Regions from separate parts of the Neogale vison genome. Here region 1 is linked to region 2. The links are chromatin contacts, called in public Hi-C maps. All regions are on one chromosome and are shown on one strand. The core of a region is the stretch at or near the end of the contact, and the rest is flanking DNA. Distances in the headings are between cores, read along the strand shown. Region 1 holds the start of GZF1 (GDNF-inducible zinc finger protein 1). Region 2 holds the start of THBD (thrombomodulin).

Region 1 (6,339 bases), core at 892-3,391, 310 kb after region 2:
AGCAATGACTTGAACCCCAGCCTGCCTGTTCATTCAAACACCACTGACTGAGACCTTGTTGGGGGTCAGGCACAATTCTAGATGCTGGAGACACAAACCCGGAAAGTTCCTTAGCTCCTACCCTACGGTGGCTGGTGCTGGCTCTGCTCCCTCTCAGGGCTAAAGCCCTGTGCTTTTTACAAGGCTTCGGAGCTTGACTTGTGTTTTCCTAACCTGCTTTTCTACTTTTGAAGCAGCTTTGTGGCACTTAACGTCTTTCAGTCTCCTCATCTATAAAATCAGAAATAACAATACCTCCGCCAAAGTTACAAGAATGAAACAAACAAAAAGACTTACATGGGAAACATGGTGAGACCTGAAGCATCACAGCCTCCAACCTACCACACAGGCAACAAGTCAACCCTCATCCCATTGATGTGATGATTTGGATTTTTGTACATTAAATCCAAATTTCACTGTCCCAGGGTTTATAAAGACATGTCTGTGCGAATACGGTCCCAAAGATGCTATTTCAGCCTCTCTCGTCAGCCCCACCTTATTTTATTATAGTCCAAATTCTTCACCTACTTGATTTAAATGGAGGAGGTGGTTTGCCTACATGAAATTGGCCATCTAGTTTCTAAATGTGTCATGAAATCTGAGAGCAAGATTTCTCTCAGGAATGCAAGCAAAGGTACACCAAAGGGAAGCCAAGACGGTGCAAGTTAAATGCACTACACTCCAAAGATATGGCAACATCTGTAAATTCATCATGCTTAGAGGGCTCCCACTTTTGAAGGAATTACTCAGTCTCTCAGACCAGTGGATGGAGTTGAGGATCTTGTTGAAGAAGCTTTTTTTTTTTTTTTTAACTGTAAACTCTGTTTCCCAAGCCCCACACTAACTGTTTCCATCCTGTTGAGTCTATCGTTTTAAAGAAAAGTTCGGGTTCCAGATTGGCTGAAATGCAGCTAGTTTCAGGACTGGAGAATAAAAGCACAGTACCACCCAGGCCACAGCTGGAGCCTCGGAGCTCCTCAATTCCCAGGACGAGAGAGGAAGCTGCCTTTGTTTCCTTTTCTGGCACACTTCGGTTGCTTCCCAAACTTAGACTCCTCCCACCCTGGACTCCTCTCTCGCTTCCAGTTGAGTTTCTCACTTAACTAAAACGGGTTTTCTTCCACGCGTCCTTTAGGATGCCAACTCCTAAGTCCGGAGGGACTTAAACTATCCAGGAGAGTAACCTGCTAATACTTCATCAGGCAGAGTTAACAAGGGCCCTGCCGGCTTCACCTGCTCGGCCGCCGCGGGACATCCTGGCGCCCCACTTACTACGTCTGTGTGAAAACCTTAGTTGGGTCACTGCTGCTGTTAGTGGTTTCCCGAGGTTGCATCAAGTCGTCTTTTAACTAGAATTTTAACTAGAATTACCCGAATTGCAGGTGAAAGGAGGTCGTAGGGCAAGGATCTAATCCCGCCTCCCACACTTTCCCCATCTTCTCCCGTCAAGCGGGCCTCCACTCAGCTGGGAGAGACTCGCGCGTCTCTAGCTCCGGGGGCGGGACCTAGAAGATTTCATCCAATCAAGAATCGCACCTGACCAGTTGGACCGGTTTCTATGACCGGTTAAGCCAATGAAAACTCGACCGCTGATTTTTTCCTGCGGTCTTCTGGGAAAGTGCCTCTCCCGGAAGCCGCCTCTTCCCTTGAGCCACAACTGGGCGGAGCTAGCCTCCCGGTCTTCCGTCCCGCTGGCTGGCACAGCTGCCCGTCATGGGAGGCGGGCGTGGGTCTGGCGTCTGCGCGGCGCACGGCGGGCTGCGCGCGGGAAGCCGCGGACAGCGCCGACAGTTTCCCGGGCTCAGGGATCTCCGCGACCGGGCGGATCTGGGAGGAAGCGTGGGAGAAGGGCGGCTCTTCCGGTTCCTCCTGAGGCGAGCGGCGGAGGAGCGCGGATCCTAGGCAGGCTTGCCCCGCGACCTTCGGGGTCCAGCCCTCCGTGGAGCTGGAGGTCGCGCGGGGGCGGGCGCCGCCGCCCACGGTAACCAAGAGACAACCCGCGCGAGCCGAGGGCTTCGCCCTGCTAACCAGGGTCGCCCGCGCTGACTTGAGCCGCCCACGTTGGCCGAGGTTGCCGACCCCCGCCTACCGGGGTTACCGCCCCCAATCGCTGACCGTGGACGCCACCTCCGCCCGCGCTGACCCCAGACGTCATCAGCCGCGAAGGTAGGTGTCCCCCACCGTCCCCCGCGCCCGGCAGTCTGAAGACCCCAGGGCCGGCCCAGGGACTCGCGAGACATCTGCCACGTGCACCCCTACGCTCTCCCCCCATTGTCAGGAGTCAGCCGGGTTTTGTCTTTTCCCTCGTGTCGTTGCAGTGCTGCTTCAGGTTTTTGCCCTTGCGACGTGCTTGGCAATAAATCCTCTTGGCGATGAAGAGTCGGGGCCCTGGAGGACTCGACTCAGAGATGGCCAGGGAGGGCTGGCTTTGTTTTTTGCGTGGATGAAAAGCGACTCACCGCCAGAAATGAGGCCTGTTGCATCTTCTCTGGTCCAGCTCCAGAGAACCTGATGGTGTGGGCTTCCGAGAGAAGGCGGCATGTTCACAGCCTCATGCTTATCTCACTTTTCATGATTCTTTCCCCTGATTAAGTAGAGAAGGGCAAGCTTTCAGCCTGGTAGGTAGCAGAACCACAAGACAAGGAGGTGTTTATCCTACTGGTATGGGGCCAGGACAGGTTGCTAAGGTGTGTTTGGAAAGTCGCTTTGGCAGAACTGAGCAGGGGTGGCGGGGGGGGCGTTTCTGAGAATGACTTGAGATGGTGGAGGGACTGGGGTACCTGAGGGTGAGGAGTAATGTGGGTGGTCAGGAATTCCAGCAAGAGAGAAATTGAGGCTGCTGAAAGGACAACTTCAGACTAGCAGTCCTGGAATGGTGCCCTTAGAGACTTGATTTCTTAAGTGCAGGTAAAGGACAAGTGAAGGCTGAAGATAAGCAGGTAAAGGATAGTTAAGCAAAAGGACAACATAGTTCTGACATTTTCAAAGGCTAGGTGCCTTCTCATAAAGATACATCAGGACTGTGCCAGGACCTTGATCCAACCGCTAAGTTTCTCCCTTCTTGTTTGTAAAATTGTTTTATCATTTTGTGGTGACCATTAATGAAGTGTGATGTATGCAAAGTAAGCAGCAGATACCCAGTTCAGAATCTGTGTCTGCTGAGGCTTCACTTTCCAAGGAGGGAGTGCAGAGATGTCTGTCTGTGCCTGGTCCTGTCACTGCTTACTTCTAGGACCAAGCTCCTTACCTGCTCTTTATGGTTCTTTACTAGAGGCAGTGGCCTCCACCTTGCTCAGCCCTTAGAGTACTTGACTCTTTCCCAACTCTATGTGAGATCTTTTATCTGTTTCATGACATGATATTAAAAAAAGGTTAATGTCTTAGAAATAAAAAAGTTTAAGTTTGTATATTTAAACATATCCATTATTTTAGTAATGTTCTCTCATGAACTTTTTTCTTTCAGTGAAATATTTTTAAAATTTTTTTTAAAGATTTATTTATTACAGGGCACGAGCAGGGGGGAGGGGTAGAGGGAGAAGCAGACTCCCCGCTGAGCAGGGAGCCCATTGAAGGTCTGGACCAAAGCGACCCAAGCTGAAGGCAGATGCTTAGCCAATTGAGCCACCCAGGTGCCCCACTTTTAGTGAAATATTTTAATGACGCAGAAGAGAGCAGAGAACTGTAACAGTTGTACCATACTCTGAGACAAACAAATATATTTTTTTTTTTATGATTTTGGACTTCCTTTTTTTTTTTTAATGGAAGGTGACATTTCAGCTATAGTTGAGATTCTTTTTTTGATGCCACCACCCCAACCTTCTATCCCATAGAACTTGTTTCTTTTCTTTTCTTTTTTTTTTTTTAAGATTTGTATTTATTTGTTGGGGGTGGAGGGGACAGAGGGAGAGGGAGAAGCCAATTCTGCGCTGAGCTCAGAGCTAGGTGGGAGCCTGGATCCCACAACCCTGAGATCATGACCTGAGCTGAAATAAAAGTTGGATGCTTAATAGACTGAGCCACCCAGGCACCCCAGAACTTGCCTTTCCATTTTTAACTTGTCTTTCATTTTGGCTCACAGGATTTGCCTTATAGGTATTTGTGCTCACAGAAGCTAGGTGCCCTCCCTTCTTATTCCCAGTCAGCTGCCAGGTTTGCTTGTCATGAGGTTTGTGACCCCTATTTTGGTACTGTCCTAGTGACATTTGCTTTCTTATCCTCTTAAGAAATCTGCCTTCTCTTTGCTCTCCTAGTATCTGTTGGGTGAGCTCATGATAGGTTTTCTCAGACTCGCCACCAGCTGAGGATCATAAGCCATCTGATTGGTCTTTATTGGGCCACTGTTGCCTTTGTTGTCTGTTTCTTTACTTCTCTAGGGGCAGTCACACCTGATCCATGCTTCCAGGAAAAAGTGACCTTCCATAGTGAAATGTACTGTGTTTTACAAAATGAGATTTTTAAATTTATAGTAACAGCTACCATATTTTTGAACATGTAGGTATCTGGCTTTTTTTTTTTTTATTTTTTATTTTTTAAAGATTTTATTTATTTATTTGACAGAGAGAGATCACAAGTAGGCAGAGAGGCAGGCAGAGAGAGAGAGAGGAGGAAGCAGGCTCCCTGCTGAGCAGAGAGCCCCATGCGGGACTCGATCCCAGGACCCCGAGATCATGACCTGAGCCGAAGGCAGCGGCTTAACCCACTGAGCCACCCAGGTGCCCCGGTATCAGGCTTTTTAATTAAGCACTTGGTGGACACTGTCTTGTTTAAGTCTCATATTACAACTGTGTCATGAATGGTGATATTTCCATTTTAAAATGAGCAAACTGAGGCTTAGTAAGATTAGGTGTCAACAAAATTTGAGCCTAGAGTCATCTCCCTACAGTATGTAATTGTTTTGCTACCAGTAGAAAAGGAGAATTATTCCACTGTTGGGGCAGAACAAACTAGGGCATTCACATGGGTTCTCTTCAACCTTCCTGCTTCGCAGCCTCCACTCCCTCAGGCGCAGGAGCACCTGGGCCTCCTTCATCAGGGGCAGAGATGGCATCAGTGGACTTCAAGACCTACGTGGATCAGGCCTGCAGAGCTGCTGAGGAGTTTGTGAATGTGTACTACACCACCATGGACAAACGACGGCGTCTGCTCTCCCGCCTGTACATGGGCACGGCCACCCTGGTGTGGAACGGAAACGCTGTTTCAGGACAAGAGTCCTTGAGTGAGTTTTTTGAAATGTTACCTTCCAGTGAGTTCCAAATCAATGTGGTAGACTGCCAGCCTGTCCATGATGAAGCCACCCCGAGCCAGACCACAGTCCTTGTTGTGATCTGTGGAACAGTGAAGTTTGAAGGCAACAAACAACGGGACTTTAACCAAAACTTCATTCTGACTGCCCAGGCCTCACCCAGCAACACAGTGTGGAAGATAGCAAGTGACTGCTTCCGGTTCCAAGACTGGGCCAGCTAGTGGGGCCAGGAAAGGCCTCTGTTGTAGCCCACCTCTGTAGGGAAATGCACATCTCAAAACGTGGGGATACAATTTCCTTTCTCCTATTCCAGGCCACACTGCCCTGGCTTAACTCTGCAATTGCTGGAGTCCTGTGGGCCCTTTCTGAGTGTATTCTTGTTTGTCATAGATGCCTTTTCAAAGTAGTCAACTTTTCTATTTTTCTACTTGTCGAGTAGAGACCCTGGTTCTGGAAATTCTGACAAATAAAATAGTACAAATGTTGCTTCTTTTCCCTTCCTTGATGTGTTTGTCCAAGTTTTGAGGGAGGCAGAGTCAAAGGAGGGCTAAAGGCAGAAGCTTAATAGAAAGCACCTGAAATGAAATTCTTTAGGAAAATACTAAAAAGTTAGTTAATAACTGCTTATAAATGAAGCAGCTGTATTAACTACTTTTGTAAAGAAGAGGTGAGGAACTGCTTTTAAGAGGAAGCTGATTTTATGGACCCCGAAGATCAACTCTAATTCTGTTTTTCCACTGTAAAAAAAGAACAGAACTAGAAGGTTCTATCATCCTTTGACCAATAAATGAGATCTCATGGCCACGTGGCTTCCCCAGTTACATTTTCTTTAATAAGAGTGCTAGGTTTGAGATAGGTTTATGGGCTAGGATATTGGAATGGGAACTTCTGAGTTGAAGAATACTGATGTGTAATGGAGGCACAGATGGCAGTTTGCTCCTCATGCCCTTCTCCTTATCTAATTTCTGAAGCCCAATGGTGAACGAAACAAAGTACCCACCAAAAAGAGGGTTTGTTATAATGACTTAAGTTCTGGCCAGTGATGGAGAATTGTGGGA
Region 2 (5,741 bases), core at 2,323-4,822:
GTGAAACACAATTCATTCCTAGCTTAGTTGAACCAACAACCCTGTGTAGCAATGTCTAAAGGTGTGTACCTCGTCTTTTCTATCAGAAAGCAAATCTATTAATTGAAAATTCCTCAGTTTCTTGAGAATATAGGCCCGGACTTGGCCTGCTGCTTATTACTGATCTATATTTAATGTATTCCAGAAATTTGGAAGCTGTCTGAAACAGTTCTTCTCAAGCTATATTGGGCAAACCCCTGCAGATCTTGTTAAAATATGAATTCTTGTGCAGCTGGAGCTTCTGCATTTCTAGCCAGCCGCCAGGAGCAGCTTTCCCTTCTTGTCCAGGGATCGTGTTCTAAGTGGCCAGGGTTGGAAGACCCCTTTAAAGTGGGAGAAATTCCCGAGGAGGGCCTGATCAAGGTGAGGCCCTAATTGGACAACCTCCAGGTTTCATCCCTAAATTCCCAAATCCCCAACCCCCAAACCCAGCAGAACTGGTTTTGTTTTGGAGCACACATTACAAAAAGAGTAAGATTCAAAATGGTAACGCATGAATTGTGCAGCTTAGAACTTTCTTAAACTCTCTTGTGGGAAGAAATTCATTCCCCTCTTAATCTAGAGCAATAATGAGAACATTTTCAACGTTGTCAAAAATAACCAGTAATAACAACAACAGTTATAATCATGGGAAAAAGAAACTGGCATAAGAAGCTTAACAACAATATAGATATTTCAGTTCAAACGAAAATGACAATAAAACCCAGGCTCATTGTTTAAAAAATTAAAATTAAAAAAAACTCCTTGGGTTGAATTTCTGTGACAGTCCGGCAACATTAGTCCAATGAATGCCCTCACATCATAACTTTTGTTAAAATGATATTACTCTGGAAGCCTGAATTTTCAGGATAAATTAGCAAGCCTGGTTCAAGAGCAAATAAATTCCAACCAACCTTGACTGTAGTGTTTTTGATTCTGCTTCATACATACATTTACCAAGGTAGACATGGAAAGACAGAAGGAGGGTGACCAGGTAGGGAGACTCCAGGTAGGTTGGCTGAATTCCAGGGAGGGGAAAATTGGGTGGAATAACAAAGGGAACAGGGGCTTGGCTTCAGCAATGTGAGAGTGCTGGGAACACCACCAAGATGGTTTAACTCCCACCTGAGGAGTAGAAATATATAAATATACAGATAGGGAAGGGGAAGTGAAGAAGGGAGGGATACAAAGCGGGTACTGAAGATATACAGGTGGGGGGGGAAGGAAACACAAAGGAAAAAAAAATCATCCTAAATACTTTAAAAAAATAAATATCTTGGTCATTATCCACACCTTGATTACACTCACTAGTCCACGGGATTGCAAGTCTGACCCAAAGACCACGGGATTGCAAGCCAGCCAAGGAGGCTCCCCCATCCTGTGCCCCTTGGCGAGGTCTTGGGACACGCTGTAGTCTGCATCTTCACTATAAATTGCCATCTCTGCCTAGCCAGCCGTGTGATGATGTCAAGGAAGTGGCTGGGGCGCATACTCTTTCCAACCCCCGCTCCCCAGCCAAATGTGGAATCAGCAAAAGAAAGGGGGCAGAATCTTCTCCAGTTCTGATGCCAGCTAAAGTGCTTTGGATTAGGTGCCCAGGGAGTAAGGCTGGGGGAGGGGGAGAGACGCAGGAGGGAGGGAAGGCCCACCCCACAGCAGGGGACAGGAAAGAGGCCTCTCAGAGTTTCTGAGGCATCTGCTCAGTTCGCACATGCTGGAGCACCACCTCTTTGGCCGGGGAACCACACTTGTACTCCAGCTCCGCCCTCGTGGTGCCTTGCTTCTTGCGCAGGTGGCACAAGAGCGCCAAAAGCGCCACCACCAGAGATAGGCTGGCGATGGAGATGCCGATGAGCACTCCAGAATGCAAGGGCCCTACAGGTGAGGGGCTCAAGGTGGCGCCGGGAGTCGGGCTGACCGGGGGCTCCCCAGAACCGCCGTCACCATCACCATCAGTGTTCACCTCGGTGGGGTCACAGTCAGGCCCACAGATGCACTCGTAGGTGCCTGGGAGGTTGCGGCAGGCCCCGGGGCAGTCTCCGTTTTCGCACTCATCAATGTCTGTGCACATGAAGCCGTCATCCAGGATGTAGCCTTCAGGGCACTGGCAGGAAGTTGGGCTGTAGGGATCGCAGTCTGCTGGGCATGCAGTCTGGTTACAGAACATTAGGCACCTGTGTGGGTCCTGAGGGCTGGGTGCGAAGCCCTCAGCGCAGATGCAGCGATAGTCTGTCTGGCCCACAGGCTGGCACTGATACTCGCACTTGCTCCCTAAGCACGGGTCCACTGACTCCACGCAGTCGTTGTTCACCAACTCGAAGCCAGGGTTGCAGTGGCATTCGAAGGCGCCCCGCGTATTAACACATCGCTGCGGGCACGGACTGGGCACCTGGATACAGTCGTCCACGTCCTCGCACCCGTGCTGGTCAGCAGCCAGCTGGTAGCCGGTCTCGCACATGCACGAGTAAGAGCCGGGCACGTAGCTGTTGGTAATGCAATAGTGCTCGCAGAGTTTGTGGCAAGGGTGATCCGCTTGTGCGGCGCAGGAGCGCCCGTCAGCCTCTAGGTAGGCGTCAGCCGGGCAGAAGCACTGAGACGTCTCAGCGCTCCTGTTGCAAGTGTCCTGGCAGCCGCCGTTCTCGACGCTGCAGTCCCAGGCGCCCTGGTCATCCCGGCCCCAGCGCGCCTCGGCCTCTCCTGGCGGCGCCGCGCACTCCAGCTCCACTCCGAAGGGCGCTATAGAGGCAGAGCTACCCGCGGGTAGCGCCTGGAAGTCCGCGCCAGTGGCCCGGAACGGAGTGGTATAGGTGATCGTTACACCGGCGGCCGCCACGGCTCCAGAGTCCACGAGCAGGGGCTTGCAGGAGGCTGCAAAGTGGAACTCGCAGAGGAAACCATCAGCTTCTGCAGTGCACTGCTGCTCCTCCCAGGCTGGCTCGCGGGGTGCTAGGGCCCCAGCTTCCGAGACTGCGACGCACAGGGGGCCGCAGAGAGGCGCTGGGTCAACGTGCAACCGCGCCCACCTGCTGTAGCTGGTGCGGTTGTCGCCGGTAACCCACTGGAAGCCGCGCAAGGGCCCGAGTTGCCCTGGGTCACTGCAACCGGGCGGGAGCTGCAGGCCGATCCAGAGGCGCGGGCTGTCGCCGCTGTCGCCGCTCAGTAGCAAGGAGATGACATCAGCCGCCACTGAGGAGCGCACAGTCATCAGGTGGCCCCCTAACCCTTCGCAGGCCTGGCTGGCGGCGAAGAAGGTCGCGGGGCCCCGGAAAAGCTCGAAGCAGTCGTGCTCGACGCACTGGCTGCCGCGTGGCTGAGGCTCTGGGGACGTGGGGAGCCCCAGACCGGCGGGGGCCAGCACGCCGAGGAGCAGGACCCGGAGCATGCTGTCCCAGCACGCCGAGGGCAGGCGCGGGGGAGAGCGCAAACGCCGCGACAGGGCCCGAGCTCCGAGGGGACTGAGAAGCGCAGGGCGCCGCCGGCGATAGCCGCTTGCGTTGGTCCCAGCCCAGACGTGTCCAGCCGCGGCGCGCAGCGCTGGCGAAGCAGCCTCTGACATGCCGGCCGGCCGGGGCGGGGGTTTTTAAGTGCGCGGCCCTCCCTCCTGGACGTTCGGGAAAAGGAAGGAAGTGCCTGGTGGGAAGGGCTGATGCTGCATTCTCGGATTACTGGGTTCTCCGGACGCCTTGTGCCCGCCCTCGCGCCTGGGATCACCTCGCCGGGATGAGTAAACCCGGCCCGGGGCTGGGAGGTCCCCAGGCGGGACCGCCAGGCGCAGGCGCCGCGGGAAGACAGTACCTCTGTCAGCAAGACAATGTCCTCCCCCGCCACTAGGGCCCTCAGGCTCGCTGTCGTAAAGGGGGCTTACTTAATACGCAGCCCCTCTTAATCTCTCGGTCCTCTTTCTTTTTCTTATAAAAGAATGTTACCACCGATTTCAAGGGAAGCCTGGATTGCGGAACTCTGTGGAGACCAGAGAGAAGGGCTTTGAATGAGCTACGGGGAGGTAGTGCCCACGACCGGCCGGGCTCTAGGGGGAGGTGCCCGACAAGAGAAAGATTTGGGGAGGGGGTGCCAAGGGCGTGGGCTTCCCCAAAGAAGCAGTGGCGGTGAAAGAACTGGACCCCGCCCCGAGCCCTGGCGCCTAAAGCAGGAGACACTGGTGCGCTCGGCCCCAGAGGACAGAGGGTGTGGCTGGCACGATGATGGGGGAAGGGGGAAGAACTGGCCTAACACTGGCGAGCTCCGCGCACAACCAGGGACCCACGGGTCCCTGAGCATGAGGCGAATTCTTTTTTTAAAAAGAATTCTTAAAAAAGAATTCCTTTTTAAAAAAGAACTTTTTAAATTTTTTTTTATTTTTTAATAAACTATAATATATTTTTATCCCCAAGGGTACAGGTCTGTGAATTGCCAGGTTTACACACTTCACAGCACTCACCATAGCACATACCCTCCCCAATGTCCGTAACCCCACACCCCTTCTCCCAACCCCCCTCCCCCCAGCAACCCTCAGTTTGTTTTGTGAGATTAAGAGTCACTTATGGTTTGTCGCATGAGGCGAATTCTTGCAGAGCCCTGTAGGAGCGGGCGTGTTGGGGAGCGCGCTAGCCTGTTCGGTCTGTTTTTATCCAGCTTCACAGAGGGATAGGCCATCTCACACCCCAAAAGGGGCGCACGGGAGCCCTCGCGGGCTCCAAGCGAATCTGGCTTGGGACGGTTAAGGAATTTTGCATTTGGCTGAGAGATCAGAGTGATATAAAGGTGCAACGTCATGCCACTCGCGTTGCAGAAGGGCGGTCCTCCGGACGGACAGGGTGGGGACAGCTGCGACGAGGAGATGGGAATCTGTCACTTTCGCGACCTTTACCGCTTATTCACTTACCAAGAATGTGTGTGTGTGTGTGTGTGTGTGTGTGTGTGTGTGTGTGTGTGGTGTGCGTGTGTGTGGTGTCCAAAACATAAGAAAGGGGGGGGGGACATAAGGGAGGGACAAACTTCTTTTTTTTTTTAATCCTGTGCCACCTCTCCGCTATGATCACTCACAACCAAACACCAGAGGGCGGCGCTGTTGAACTCTAAACAAAGCCCCAGAAGTTGGAGAGCTCTAAACTTGGGCTGAAAAGCTTAATAATGGGTGTGAGGAATGCAGGGCCCTTGCCCTGGGACAAGAAAATTCGCTCCAGGGAACCCCCACGCGGATTCCACCTTTCAGCTGGGTGTCTTGCCTCTTTGGTCCAGCAGAGCGCAGACCCTGTAAGGGCAGTGTAGCCTCTTCACAAGCGAAAGGCAAGCACGCGCCCACTCACCCCTTCCTGGCATTCTACTGAGAGTGACCGAAGGTGTGGGGTATGGGCACTCCAAGAGTGAAAGGGAGGAGGTACAGTGGTCCTTTCCTGCATTTCCCAACGTCTTATCCCAGGGTGGAGCGCGGGAGCTCCAACAACGACAACTACTGCCTCCTGAAAGCTAGGTGGGGGAGCGCCGCATGGAAACTAAGGTCTGAGGAACCCTGGAATGCGTGCCTCTGCTCCTCTGGGGAGAGAAGGAAAGACCAGCAGTTTTGAAGAGTGGGGTTGTCTGCTGGTGGGAGTAGGCAGAATCTGGTCTGATGTCCCAGCGGCTGCCTGTGCTGAGCCTGGGTCTTGACTCACATGCACAGCCCACCCACGGAGACTGGAGCTGGAGCAGGGCTGCCTCAGGTGCAGCTGGCCCTGTGGCCTTCC

What was found. A called contact is a pair of places that touch in the nucleus more often than the background predicts.
Region 1: a contact with region 2 is called in a Hi-C map of muscle, with 4 times the contacts expected there. The contact joins the promoter of GZF1 here to the promoter of THBD in region 2. A contact is called at or near these places in 2 of 3 Hi-C or Micro-C datasets (fibroblasts and muscle).

The regions. Positions count from the first base shown.
Region 1 is chr8:48,564,077-48,570,415 of ASM_NN_V1, forward strand. GZF1 (GDNF-inducible zinc finger protein 1) reads left to right here and starts at 2,142. Exons shown (of 8, transcript XM_044263563.1): 1 at 2,142-2,205. NXT1 (NTF2-related export protein 1) reads left to right here and starts at 2,137. Exons shown (of 2, transcript XM_044263568.1): 1 at 2,137-2,205; 2 at 5,027-5,766. The coding sequence starts at 5,080. The coding sequence ends at 5,502.
Region 2 is chr8:48,254,609-48,260,349 of ASM_NN_V1, forward strand. THBD (thrombomodulin) reads right to left here and starts at 3,573. Exons shown (of 1, transcript XM_044263555.1): 1 at 1-3,573. The coding sequence starts at 3,400. The coding sequence ends at 1,697.